2 separate regions of the Mus musculus genome follow, and region 1 is linked to region 2. Evidence: chromatin contacts called from public HiChIP or PLAC-seq data. All regions are on one chromosome and are shown on one strand. Each heading gives the region's core, a stretch centred on a gene start, on an enhancer-like site or on the middle of the called end of the contact. The rest is flanking DNA. Distances are from core to core; before and after follow the strand shown.

Region 1 (5,907 bases), core at 2,838-5,337, 410 kb before region 2:
GGGAGGATTTGGAATTAAAGGCCAGTCTCATCTCCATAGTGAGTTTGAGGCCAGGCTGGATGTGTGGGGCTGGGGTGGGGTGTGGATAAGAATCAATGAACATTTGCTTTCCTGACACCAAGGACATATGAGAAATAGCTGCTAATCAGGGTGTCTAATGTGGTGTTTATTAGCAATCTAAATTATTTGTGTAGTTTAGAGTAGGTGGCGCCTCCTGATACAGGCTTGCTATTTTAAACTAGTTGTCTTCATATTATAGATTATGTTTTGTGGTCCTGTGAATCAGAACTTCAAGTGTGCTGGGTAAGCATTGTACTGAGCCATACCCCTAACTCTCAAAGTGTATTTTTTATTTAAAGATTTATTTATTTTATGTATGTAAGTACACTGTAGCTGTCTTCAGATACACCAGAAGAGGGCATCATATGCCATTACAGATAGCTGTGTGCTACCATGTGGTTGCTGGGAATAGAACTCAGGACCTCTGGACGAGCAGTCAGTATTCTTTGACTGCTGAGCCATCTCTTCAGCTCTCAAAAAAAATATATATTTAATGTAAATATGCTAATTATTAAATGTGTTTTGTTTACTTCAATTTCTAAACTTGATGGCTGATTTAGTGTTATATGACTTTGTATTTGCTGACTACAATTACAACAGATTTTATTTCCAATTAAAAAGTAAGACTTGAAATTTAATCAATAAGATTATAGTGTGTAAATTTAGCATGACTAGGAAAGGTGATTGACTTTTCTGCTGTGTCACACACTGTACTAGTACCTCATAGCTTATCTGTTGGAGCAGCCAGAAGGCAGAGTAGCTTAACTAATACATTCATTTAGAAAAAGTAGTTATCTTATGACTTAATGCAGGCCTCATTTGCTGTGCTGCATTTTGTTAATAACTGCCTTTTTTTTTTTTTTTTTTTTTTTTGAGATGGGCTGTCACTATATAGGACAGGCTGGCTTGGAACTCACTGAGATCTACCTGCCTCTGCCTCTGGTGTTGGGTGTGCACCATATCTGCCACTTTTCTTATTTAATATTATGGTATTTACGTACTTATTTTTGTGATACTGGATACTGAACCTTGGGCTTAGAGCCTGCTAGACCAAGTGTTCTACCACTATATCCTCAGCCCTCCATACTTTTCTAGTCTAAGTTTATATCTTTGATAATTACAGGCGTTAACTGAAAAGGACAAAATGTACACTGTGCTTCCCCTCTTCCAATTCCTAATGTCCTAAAGAAAAGCTAATGAATTCATAAAATCAGAATTAGTAGGCAGAACTCCTGATTAGATTGCTTTTCAGAAGAGAAAGATCACAATTGATTTACTGAGCTCTGTGTCGGGTATAGGTGCCAGGAATATAAACAGATGCCTTTAAGGAGCTTACATTCTCATTTATGTTTATTAAAAATATGCAATATGTCTACTTAATTCCTATTTTGAGAAAGGGTCTGTGCAGTCTAATCTGGTCTTGAATTTATGGTAAGCACTCTGCCTTGGCCTCTCCAAGTGCTGGGGTTACAGGTGTATGCTACTATACTGGGCTTGTATTTTTTTTTTTTAAAGATCTATTTTATTTATATGAGTACACTGTAGCTGTCTTCAGACACACCAGAAGAGAACATCAGAATTACAGATGGTTGTGAGCCACCATGTGGTTGCTGGGAATTGAACTCAGGACCTCTGGAAGAGCAGTCAGTGCTCTTAACTACTGAGCCAACTTTACAGCCCATGTTTCTATTTTTAATTGATAGAATATACTCATACTGTCAGATCAAGAAAAGGAAAATCCAGCTTACAGATTTTCAGATGTACTAATTTAAATAACATTATGCCAGTGATTTACTACCTTATCTAATACAGCCATTATAGTGAAAACAGAGGTATTTTAGCTTGTCAACTGCCTTTTTTTTTTTTTTTTTTTTCATAGCTTGGTTCTTTCCTAGTACCTGGTGTATATTTAATAGTGAAAATTAAAGCTAGTAGCTATATACATATTGGCTCAATATTTGTTACCAAGCATAACCTAAAATTCAATTAATCAAAGTAGGTACATAGATTGTAGTAGTTGTAGACATAAAACACAAGATTCTCTAAAAATGTCCATAGTTTTACTATGTATTTTAACCTGTCAGAAGGTGCGTGAAAAACTGGACTTCAACTAAGGATCGCACTGTTCTGCTTTTAGTATGGCCCAAAGACATATTTACTGGATAATCACACCTTTGGGAACACACAATGGTTCTTCCAGTTTATTATGTCACCTACTCTAACAATGACCACACAATGTCATAAGTCAACAAGGCTAAGGATGCACTGTGGGATTTTTTTTTTTTTTTTTTTTTGGTTGTGACTTGAAAGACTTCATGTGATCAAAATACTTTTAAAGGTCAGTAACAACAGCTTTACCCTATTTTACCAGAAAATATTCGATCTGTCCTTAAGATCTGGTAGTTGTACAAGCAGCGAATGGATTTATTATTAAAACCATCAAGACAAAACATTTTCCATCTTTTTGGCTTTACAATGGACCTCCGTAGACTAGTACCTGAGAACGTGGCAGTAGTCAAGAGTGCAGAGGAAACTCTCTTTACAGCAGCTCTGGTTCTCGGAAGATGGTCAGACCGAAGGGCCTTTGGCCACTATCAGTAACTTTGCCCAAGGGAGTCCCTTAAGTTAATATTAACTCAAGAAGTTCCTTTGGTCGGAAGCTACACATAGACTACAGTTCAGTTTTCTGTCTATTGTAACAACAGATCCTGCACATATTTTCCATCCATCTTGCTGCAGTCCCCATAAGGCGGCCGGCTCTGGGTGAGTCAGGGTAGCAGAGCCCTTTCCTCCAGTCTTACAGGGGTGGAAGTCCGCATGTGTGCAACCTGGAAAACAAGGTCAAAGGTCTCTGCAGTGTCCATTCTCCTAGACCTCGACAGCGCCAGCTCTTCATCGCTCACCCAAGTCTTATCTGGGTTCCCCCCCCCCCCCAGTGGGCTTTCCACCCCACCGGTCTCCAGAGAGCAGATCCCGGGTCGTCACTGGCAGGGACCCCGGCTGCTCCTGCTGGGCCTCCCCACTGGCCCTATTTTCACGCTCGTTTTGGTAAATCCGGGGCACCACGCAGGTCAGCCGAGCGCGACAGCACAGGGGGTTCCCCCCACCCGTACAAGCCGATTTCGAAAGTCGGGACACGAGCGAGGCGGCCGCGGTCTCGCGAGAAGAGGCAGGCCCCGCCTGGAGTTCGCGGCCCCCCCTCCCCGGCCCCACCCTCCCCACGTCCCCCGCCCTCCCTCCCACACTCCCCGTGGCGCGAGCGGCTGACTGAGCCTGGAGAGGAAACGGCAATCGCAGCCGCGCTCCCGCCCAGGCCGGCCCTGACGCGGGCCTCGTCAGCCGGTAACGGGGAGCAGAGGTGGGGGTCAGGGAGGCGTCCTCGAAGTCAGTGAAGGTCAGAACCGAGAGCTCTCTCTCTCCGACCCGGGTGAGGACTGGGGTCTGAGCTCGCCCCCACCCCAACTCTGCAGAGCCGAGGCAGGGTCGACCCCTCCCAGGGGCGGGGTGGCGCCGGGCAACTGCAGCCTAGGGGGCCACCCTGGGCGGGGCGCTCAGCCAGGAGAGAAGGGGTCAGCGGCAGGGGGTGCGGGCTTGGGCTGTGTAGCCGAGGCGGGGATGGGCTTCTGGAGCCCGGACTCCCGAGCTGGGCGGGGATGTCCCGGGGCCAGCAGGTCCTTTTCCGCCTCTCCTTTGGACCCTGACTGGAGGCCGGCGGGCGGGGGGGGGGGGGGTGGGTGGGTGGGGAGGGGGGGTCTGGGTGGGGGAGGGCAGGCGGCGCGAGGGGGCGGGTCCCGGCGCTGCGGGGCGCTGATTGGCTGAGCGCGTGTGGAATCGGGTGATGGGAAACGCAGCGCGGCTCTCCTGTCCTCTCTCGCTCCGCGCCCCCCCACCCCTTTCACCCGTGGCGAATGTGCTGCGAGGTGGCGGGTGCTTACGCTCGCGGGGTTTGGCTGTTGCAGGCAGGAGCTGGGAGGAGGCAGCAGCAGCGGCGGCGGCAGGAGCAGCGGCGGCGGCAGCAGCTGGGAGGAGGTGGTGACGGTGGCAACGGCAGCGTCGGGGACGATGGCGCGACTGGTGGCAGTGTGCAGGGACGGGGAGGAGGAGTTCCCCTTCGAGAGGAGGCAGATCCCCCTCTACATAGACGACACCCTGACGGTGAGCGAGCGGGCTGAGCGGGCCGGGCCGGGATGGGCCCGCTGCTCCCCGGCCTGGCAGCTGTTTCCCCTCCCCCAGGCCGAGCGCTGCGCACTGGAGAAAGAGTGTGTTGCAACTCCTAGGCGAGGCCGCCTCTCCGATGGGCCCCACGAACTCGCCATTGCAGCGGGGCCTCTCGGTACCCTTGGCAGGCCCCAGATCCAGCGCCCCGAAGGCACTTGGAGGTCCCCTGCTCGGGTCTTCCTCCCTCTCCGAACCTTTGGCCTTTAGGCCTGCCTTTGAGACGCTGTTTGCCTAAGCACGCGCCGGGGAGAAGGGTTGAAGGAGCTGGGGCGTTTAGGGCCTGTCCTCTCCAGAAAGCACTTACCCTCCGGGAGGCTCAATTAGTTGAAAATGTCGCAGCTGCATTGTTACCTGTGTGTTTCCCGTTTGAACACTGTAGCTATCTCTACATAAGTGTAATTACTGAGGGCAGAGTGACATTCTCTTGCACAGCGAAGATTCCACCTAAATGATTTGATTTCCTAATACGTCTCACATTGCCTAGTACATTATAATTCTTGAAATGGTTGGGTTAAGCCATGACTCTTCAAAATGGGCCTTCGTGGCATTTTTTTGGTTTACAAGTAGCCCAAGACCAAGTTATTGACTGTAAAGTAGTATGAAGAACTGACTGCTCATTGTGGATAGAAAAACACAAACGTGGGAAGATGGTTGTTTTAAGACTTGGTGTTGGTATACCTTTGCCGACCCCTCTACCCGGTGTTGTAGTACTGTTTCCTTTAAAAGGAAATGGCAGAAATTTGAGTTGATTCTGAGCAGGAAGTAAATGCAGTTGCTTACCACAGTTAAATGAACCTTCTCCGAACAAGTTTTGAAATCTTCATTTTGATGCTGACGCTCCTGGATTTTGCACTCGCCCATTGTGATCTGATGTAGATAAGTCTTCCAGCCTTTGACTTTTTTTCCACTCAAAGGCAGATCGGTTATCTTCCTGAAAAAAAAAAAAGTGTAGTTATGTACTGAAGGTTTTAGCATTTTATGTAAAATGCAAGTCATTGTGGAGATGCCAGTCTGAGCCTTTTTGCCAGTCTCAAGAGCTTCAGTACTTTTAAAAAATTAGGGAAGCTATTGACTGGTTCACTTCGATGGAACTTTGCAATGGAAAGCATGCTTTAAAAAAATAGTCTAATGATTTGACATAAAGTAGAATTTATATTAGAAATTACTTGTATGTATTGGTTATGGTTTCTTATTTTCTTGAATTTTAATTTTAATGGGCTTATATTAAAAATAGTTTTAAAAAAACAAGCTAGAAACCAGTTAAATGATTTTTTTCTCAGTATGATAGTGCTTGGTCATAGTTCATTTGTTATTACCTTCTGTCCCCTTCACCATAAAACCTTAAAAAAACACAGTTTGATAACAACCTTTTTTGTAGTGCATTTTTCCCCCTTAATCCTGAGGTTTGGGTTAATTTTTTTATTAGTATATAATATGAAAACAGAAAACCATTTTAAATTTTGTCTATTTACAAATTTTAAGATAACTTATACTCTCCTTTCACATAACCACCTTTAATGTGAATGTAGCACATTAGTCAATACTTCATAAAGCACTTTTAAGTGAACAGTATGTTACATTCTTGATGATGTGAGTTTCCAGTTTTTTTCATAGATAAACTTACATTAT
Region 2 (6,660 bases), core at 4,147-6,646:
ATCTATATAGATATGTAAAGTGCCATTATATTTTAAAATATTGAAAAATTAGATATCCTATATTCTACATACTTTGGCATGAAAATCTGCCTTATTTTTCTGTCTATAAAGAATTCCATTGTATGCTGGGCTGTGGTGGCTGGAGGCAGTGGTAGACAGATCTCTTGAGTTCCAGGACAGTCTACAAAGCAAATTCTAGGACAGCCAGGGCTACACAGAGAAATCCTGTCTGGAAAACAACAAACTGAAAAAAAAATTCTATTGAATGACTGTAAGCTATAATTTAGTCAAACTTGCTGTTTCTGTTGTCTCCAGTTAGAAACAAATTATAGGAAACATTTCTAAATATTTCTATTTGTTTGTGTGAGTATATGGATGAATTTTTAAAAGTTAAAAAAATACATTAAATACTGATCGATATTGCCAAATTACCTCTCAAAGGGCTCACATTAATTTCCAGTCCCTCTGGCTCTTTTCTCAGTCCTGGGTATTACCAGTCTGAGAGGTGAAATATTTTTTGTGTGGATTTTGGTAAAAGTGAGCTTAAACATTGTCATGATAATTTATGCTCTATTCTGCCAACCACCTGTTAATAGACTTGATCTCACTATAGCATTCAGCTTCTATAGAAGGAGTTCCAGGACAGCCAGGGATGCACAGAGAGACTCTGGCCTGAAACAAACAAACAAACAAACAAGTAAATGAAGAAATAAGTAAATTTTAAGAGCTCTTTATATCATAAGGGAAAAGTGCTTTGACCTTTAGGCATAGTTGTTGGAGTAGCGAGGCTGACTGGACAGACTTGCTGGGACTCACAGCTCTCACCCTTTCCTTCCTGTTGACACAGGAGACGCTTCCTCAGGGCCCTGCCAATGCCCACCTGAGGGACTTGGATGAGGAGATATTTGATGATGATGACTTTTACCACCAGGTAAGGCTTTTCCTGTCCTTCCTTTGTTACAACAAGCCAGGCGTTTGCATCTTAGAGCCACTGATTGTGTCCTCTGGGTAAAGGGGAGTAGTTGAGGAGTTAGGACTTCAGTGGTGCCACTCTGGATCGTGGGTTGTCTTTGGCTTCGTATTTCCCTGTTGAGGTGGAAACAGCTCAGCTATTTTGTGAATGCTGCTCTGGTCTAAATTATCTGTAAAACAGTTTAAGCTTCTTTTAGTCAGGTGTTTACTCTTTGCTGCTGCTGGGTGTTACTTATTTTTGTTTTCAGTTTTGAGTGATCGTCTCATTGTGTACTAGTCCATGGCGGCTTCAAACTGGCAGTGCTGCTTCAGTCTCCTGAGTGCTTGTACAACGGGTGTGCACTACCAACCACATTGGTTATTCAGCCTGACCTTTCTTGTCCCACTCCAGGTACTAGCCATCAGACCCAGATGTACAAGGGTACATGCCAGCTGGGTAACAGTTGAGATCCTAGAGTTCTTGAGTTGCATTTCTGGTTCTATAACCTAACTCAGTCTTTCTAATGTGATTTGCTAAAAAAAAAAAAAAAAAAAAAAAAAAAGATTAATTTATTTTTATTTTCCCATTTGTATGTCTGTGTACCATGAATGTGCTTTGTGCCCGAGGAGACCAGAAGAGACTGTTGAGTCCTTTAGAACTGGAGTTAGGGATGATGGTGAGCATCCATGTGGGCGCTGGGAACTTATCCCTTGGTCTTTGCAAGAACAGTAAATGCTGTTAACCACTAAGCCACCTCTTCAGCACCTTAAATGTAATTTTTTGATGTGTATTTAAGTCAGTTTAGTTGTGCATTATAAATATAAGCTACTGTTGGGTTTCTCATCTTTCTAATAGTTTAATGTGATCACCAGTAAAGGTTGACCTATGATCCAGTCCTCAAGTTTTTATTTTCTCATTGTTGTAATGGTATGTTTTGGCGTTTTTGGGATAGCATCTCACTGTGTTACCTAGATTAGCCTTGAATTTGCAATTCTTTGCTTTTACTTCTCCTGTGCTGAGTGCCACCTGTTCTCAGCCTAGTCATTCTTGTCTCTTAGGAGAGTTCTCCCAGTTCTTTTCCTGACATTATTTGCTTGATGTTACTCTTTCTAATAATCCTAGTGCTTGCTTAGGTGGACTAAACATTTGAGATATTCTAAAGGGTACAGCAACTGTCTATTCCTGACTCTCTTGTAAGTTGTATTAACGAAATGTGCTTTTTGCCCAATGGAGAGTTGAGGATGCTGCTTACCGGTGTCACACTGTTTTTTGTTGAGCCATTGTTTATCAAGATAAGACATTACTCTTGAATTTTTAGTTAGTTTTTGCCAGATAATTTGCAACAGCTTGTTGAAGATTTAGTCAGAAGAGATTTAAATGTACTGAAGAAACAAACCTCTGAGGAAAATTATGGTAAAACAGGAACAGGTGGTCGGTCTGTGTTCGGTGTGCCTCTGGTTTGCTATGGAAAGAGAGACTCATTTTAATATTTCTATTTAAAATGTTATTTGTATGTGTGTACATGTGTACACTGGCAGTGTGCATGCAGCACCCACGTTCAGAAGAGGGTGTTGAATCCGTGGGACTGCAGTTACAGGTGGTTGTGAGCTGCCTGATGTGGCTGCTGGGCGTCAAACCCCAGTCTACTGCAGAAGCAGCAGATGACTTTACCCTGCTGAGCCATCTCTCCAGACCCATCACCTTTTTAATATTTGATACAATTATTGCCATAAATAAGTGTGACAAGTATATTAAGGGTGGAGGAGAGAGTATTGGCCTCAGCTGCTCTAGTCAGGGGTTTTGATTCTTTTCCTTTTCTCCTCTTCTTAAACCCATTTGTCTGAAGGACAGGGAATGTTCTGGAGGGTCGAAGGATGCACTTGACACGGGATATTAATGCTATCTAATTGTGTGAGATCATGGGAGACAATCAAAAATGTTGTAGTCCTCATTAATTGAAGTGTTCGTGGCTGGGATAAAAGTGCATTGTGAGTTAAAGAGACTGAAGAAGGTAAAGCTGAAATTGCTGCAGAGCAGCTGGTTCCACTGGCAAGACCATGGAGCCTTCAACATATTTCCTTCCTTATTTCTTTGTCTTCTCTTTTTATTTTTTATTTATTTATTTTGATTCTGAAGGCCTTTTTAAGAAATATCATTACTTGATTGGTCCTTTATTCCAATTAATAATTTTAACTTCAATAAATTCTGATTTCAGAGTTATGACTAGTCACATCTTAGCTTTTCCCCTTGCTGGTTAATTGGGGTGCCAAGGTTAATCTAAATTAAAACTTAAACTAAATAGAGGTCAGCAAGGCAGCTGAAACACCTGAGTGAAACAAATGGGGCTGCCAGGCACAACTTTATCTTGGCTGTTTCCCAGGAGGGAAGTGGCAGCAAATTGGAGTTGTTTCAGCCTTCTGTAAAGGTGAATGATGGGTGACACTTGTTAATGTACAGCGTCTCCGGAAGCATTCCAGATTGCTTTGCTTCTGTACCAACTGCTGCCATCCTTGCACACTCAGTAGGAACTGGACCAGTTGCCAACATCTGGCGGCACAGCGAGGCACGGGTGCAAGTCTTGAAACCCCACTGATTCTAAATATGGTGCTTAGAACTGTGCAAGCTTTAATCACTTACCACTCCTTGGCAGCAGGCTACGACAGCTTATCCTAGCCTCGTACATCACATCCTGACATCTGCTGAGCTGCAAGGCAGCTGCACATTCATTTTCTTTTCTTGCCTTTTCCCATTGCTTCTTAGCCCTCTTCTGCTCACTGCCCCTTTCCTCCCCCCATCTCCTCCCTTCAGCTCCCCCCCCCCCCCAATATGCTGCTTGGAAGAGATGATCTGTAAAGATTACTGCTTCATTGTGTGCAAGTAATTGTGGTGATGCCAGGCCCTTGACAGACACAGCGTAGCACCTGTTCTGCTGACCTGGTTAATTTCTTCTGTTGAGTGGGATTTGCCAGAGATTGGAACTGAAGCCAATTCAATGATAAGGCTAAAGAAAATGGCTGTATGTTTTCTGTCACCTCCCAATTAAATTGGCTTCATAAAGTGCTTTCCTTATTTGTCAGGGTAGTGAGCCTGAGCTAAGTGTTGCATTGAGAAGGGGTACAGTGTGTTACAATAGGACTGTGAGTTTCTTTTATTTTTTCCTCTTTTGTCTTTTTAAAATATGGTCATGTGGATGAGGTAGATGGTGAATATAATACATTTCACACGCCCACTCGCCCTTGCACGCGCGCGCCACACACACACACACACACACACACACACACACCTTTTTAACATACTTGAGGCTAAACTCTTTGGGTCCATGTTTTGTAAAGACGAGATTATAGCCACATTGAATTTTAATGTTCCATTGTAAGGGTTTAAAGGCTTACTTGATTAATTCAGGTATTATGAGGCTGTGTAAATGGCCTAACTGCAGAGAAAGATGTATAGGGTCAGAGACTCCCCACCTGCTCACACACATTCAGTTTTACTCTCATTCTTTGTTTTCTAATGGTCCTTGAACTTTAAAAGCATGCCTACTTTATTAATAGTACAGGTGTACACACACACACAGACTTACGTATTTATATATACAAAAATGATGGTTCTAAGGGATATCATCATAAATCTCATCCATCCATCCATCCATCCATCCATCCATCCATTTATTTGAGACAGGGTTTCTCTATGTATTTTGTCCTGCCTATCCTGAGCTCACTATGTAGACCAGGTTGGCCTAGAACTCACAAAGATTCTTTCTCTTCTTTTAGAGTGCTAGGATTTTTAAAAAAAGATTTATTATTTTATATATGTGAGTACACTGTCAATATCTTCAGACACTCCAGAAGAGTGCATCAGATCCTGTTACAGATGGTTGTGAGCCACTATGTGGTTGCTAGGAATTGAACTCAGGACCTCTGGAAGAGCAGTCAGTGCTCTTAACCGCTGAGCCATCTTATCTCTCCAGCCCCAGAGAGTTAGCATTAAAGATATGTTCTACCATTCTGGCTTAATTTTTATTTATTTTTCTAAATGACTTTTTCTTTTTTTTATTTTTTTTAATTTTTTTCTTAAATTTATTTATTTTTTTAAATTTATTTATTTTTATTACATATTTTCCTCAATTACATTTCCAATGCTATCCCAAAAGTCCCCCATAACCTCCCCCCCACTTCCCTACCCACTCATTCCCATTTTTTTTGGCCCTGGCGTTCCCCTGTACTGGGGCATATACAGTTTGCGTGTCCCTAAATGACTTTTTCAAATTATATTTGTATTAATTATTTTTTGGTTTTGCTGTGATAGAACAATGACTGAAAGCAACTTATAGAAGAAAGAGTTTATTTTGAGTTTCTGTTTCCAGAGCAAGAGTCCATCATACCAAGGGAGTCATGTCAGCAGACAGACAGAGCAGGAACCTGAGAGACCACATCCTCAGTTGCAAGAACGGAGCAGAGCAAACTGGAAATACTGCAAGGCTATATATTTTCAAAGCCCTCCCCCAGTGATCTACTTCCTCTAGCAAAAGTGCCTCCTAAACTTCCTAAATAGCCAAGTGCCCTTACCTAACACTGAGCTATTTCATTTATTTATTTATTTATTTATTTAGGCATAGTCTCACTGTGTAGCCCAGGCTAGCCTGGACCTCTGAGCCTCCTTCCTCAGCCTCTCCAGTGTTTGGATTATAATTTAACCCTATAATTTAAATTTCTATTGCATTTATCTGTTTGCTTTGTATCTGTGTGCAGCTATAGTGTGAGTTTATATGCTTGGTGCACATGTGGAGGTCAGAGGACAACTCACAGGAGTCAGTTCTCTCTTCCCTCCCTCATCTCCTCTCGGATGAAATCCTGATCATTAGGCTTGCCTTGGCAGCATACACTTTACCCCTGGGCTATCTTGCCAGCCCAGTCCTTTCATTTAAAAAAATTCCTTTATTTATTCACTTATTTATTTTTGTGTGTGAATGAGTATGCACATACTTAGGTGGGTGAGTATATGTGTGTGCATGTGAACTCAGGTCTTTGGGCTTGGTGGCAAGCACCATCACCCACTCGCCATCTTGCCAACTTTCAGGCTTAGCAGTTTTAGAGCTGAAAGACTTAAAAAGTTTGAAAACTTAAATAATGTCCTAAACACACACACACACACACACACACACACACACACACACACACACACACGACAAATGGCAACATTAGCCTCAATCTCTAGGCTGCCTAGATCAAATTTTGTTTGTTCATTCTTTTCTTTTCTCCCCCACCCCCCTTTTATTTATTTATTTATGTGAATACACTGTAGCTATACAGATGGTTGTGAGCCTTCATGTGGTTGTTGGGAATTGAATTTTAGGACCTCTGCTTGCTCTGGTCAGCCCTACTCATTCTGATCAACTCTGCTCACTCAGTCTCTGCTTGCTCTGGCCCAAACATTTATTTATTATTATACATAAGTACACTGTAGCTGACTTCAGACACAACAGAAGAGGGCATCAGATCTCATTACGGGTGGTTGTGAGCCACCATGTGGTTGCTGGAATTTGAACTCAGGACCTTTGGAAGAGCAGTCAGTGCTCTTACCTGCTGAGCCATCTTGCCAGCCCAATTTTGTTCTTTCTGTGTACCCTTGTTTCTTAAATATTTCATTTTTTAGCCATAAAAATTATAGCTTTATGGTTTTCAGTTTGTAAATAAATAAGCTTCTTCTTT

What was found. HiChIP or PLAC-seq counts read pairs in DNA pulled down with a chosen protein or histone mark.
Region 1: an H3K4me3 HiChIP or PLAC-seq map of bone marrow-derived macrophages shows a contact between it and region 2, with 4 times the contacts expected there. The contact joins the promoter of Ggnbp2os here to the enhancer-like site in region 2. A contact is called at or near these places in 1 of 39 promoter capture datasets (hippocampal neurons), 1 of 484 Hi-C or Micro-C datasets (pancreatic cancer cells), 2 of 115 datasets of contacts at active chromatin or transcription factors (bone marrow-derived macrophages and trophoblast stem cells) and 2 of 9 other capture datasets (adipose tissue and pancreatic islet).

Annotation. Positions count from the first base shown.
Region 1 is chr11:84,868,185-84,874,091 of GRCm38.p6, reverse strand. It overlaps Ggnbp2os (gametogenetin binding protein 2, opposite strand), which reads right to left and starts at 4,087. Exons shown (of 2, transcript NR_131201.1): 1 at 3,996-4,087; 2 at 2,461-2,888. It overlaps Ggnbp2 (gametogenetin binding protein 2), which reads left to right and starts at 3,302. Exons shown (of 14, transcript NM_001364114.1): 1 at 3,302-3,487; 2 at 4,020-4,215. The coding sequence starts at 4,123.
Region 2 is chr11:84,461,732-84,468,391 of GRCm38.p6, reverse strand. It overlaps Aatf (apoptosis antagonizing transcription factor), which reads left to right. Exons shown (of 13, transcript NM_019816.1): 9 at 848-931. Among named protein-coding and RNA genes, the nearest start is that of Aatf, 48 kb to the left of the region's middle. Within about 2 kb of position 5,396, at least 2 of the 459 cell types and tissues checked have an H3K27ac peak or open chromatin away from gene starts, as enhancers often do. A contact at or near this core is called in bone marrow-derived macrophages, where this site is marked.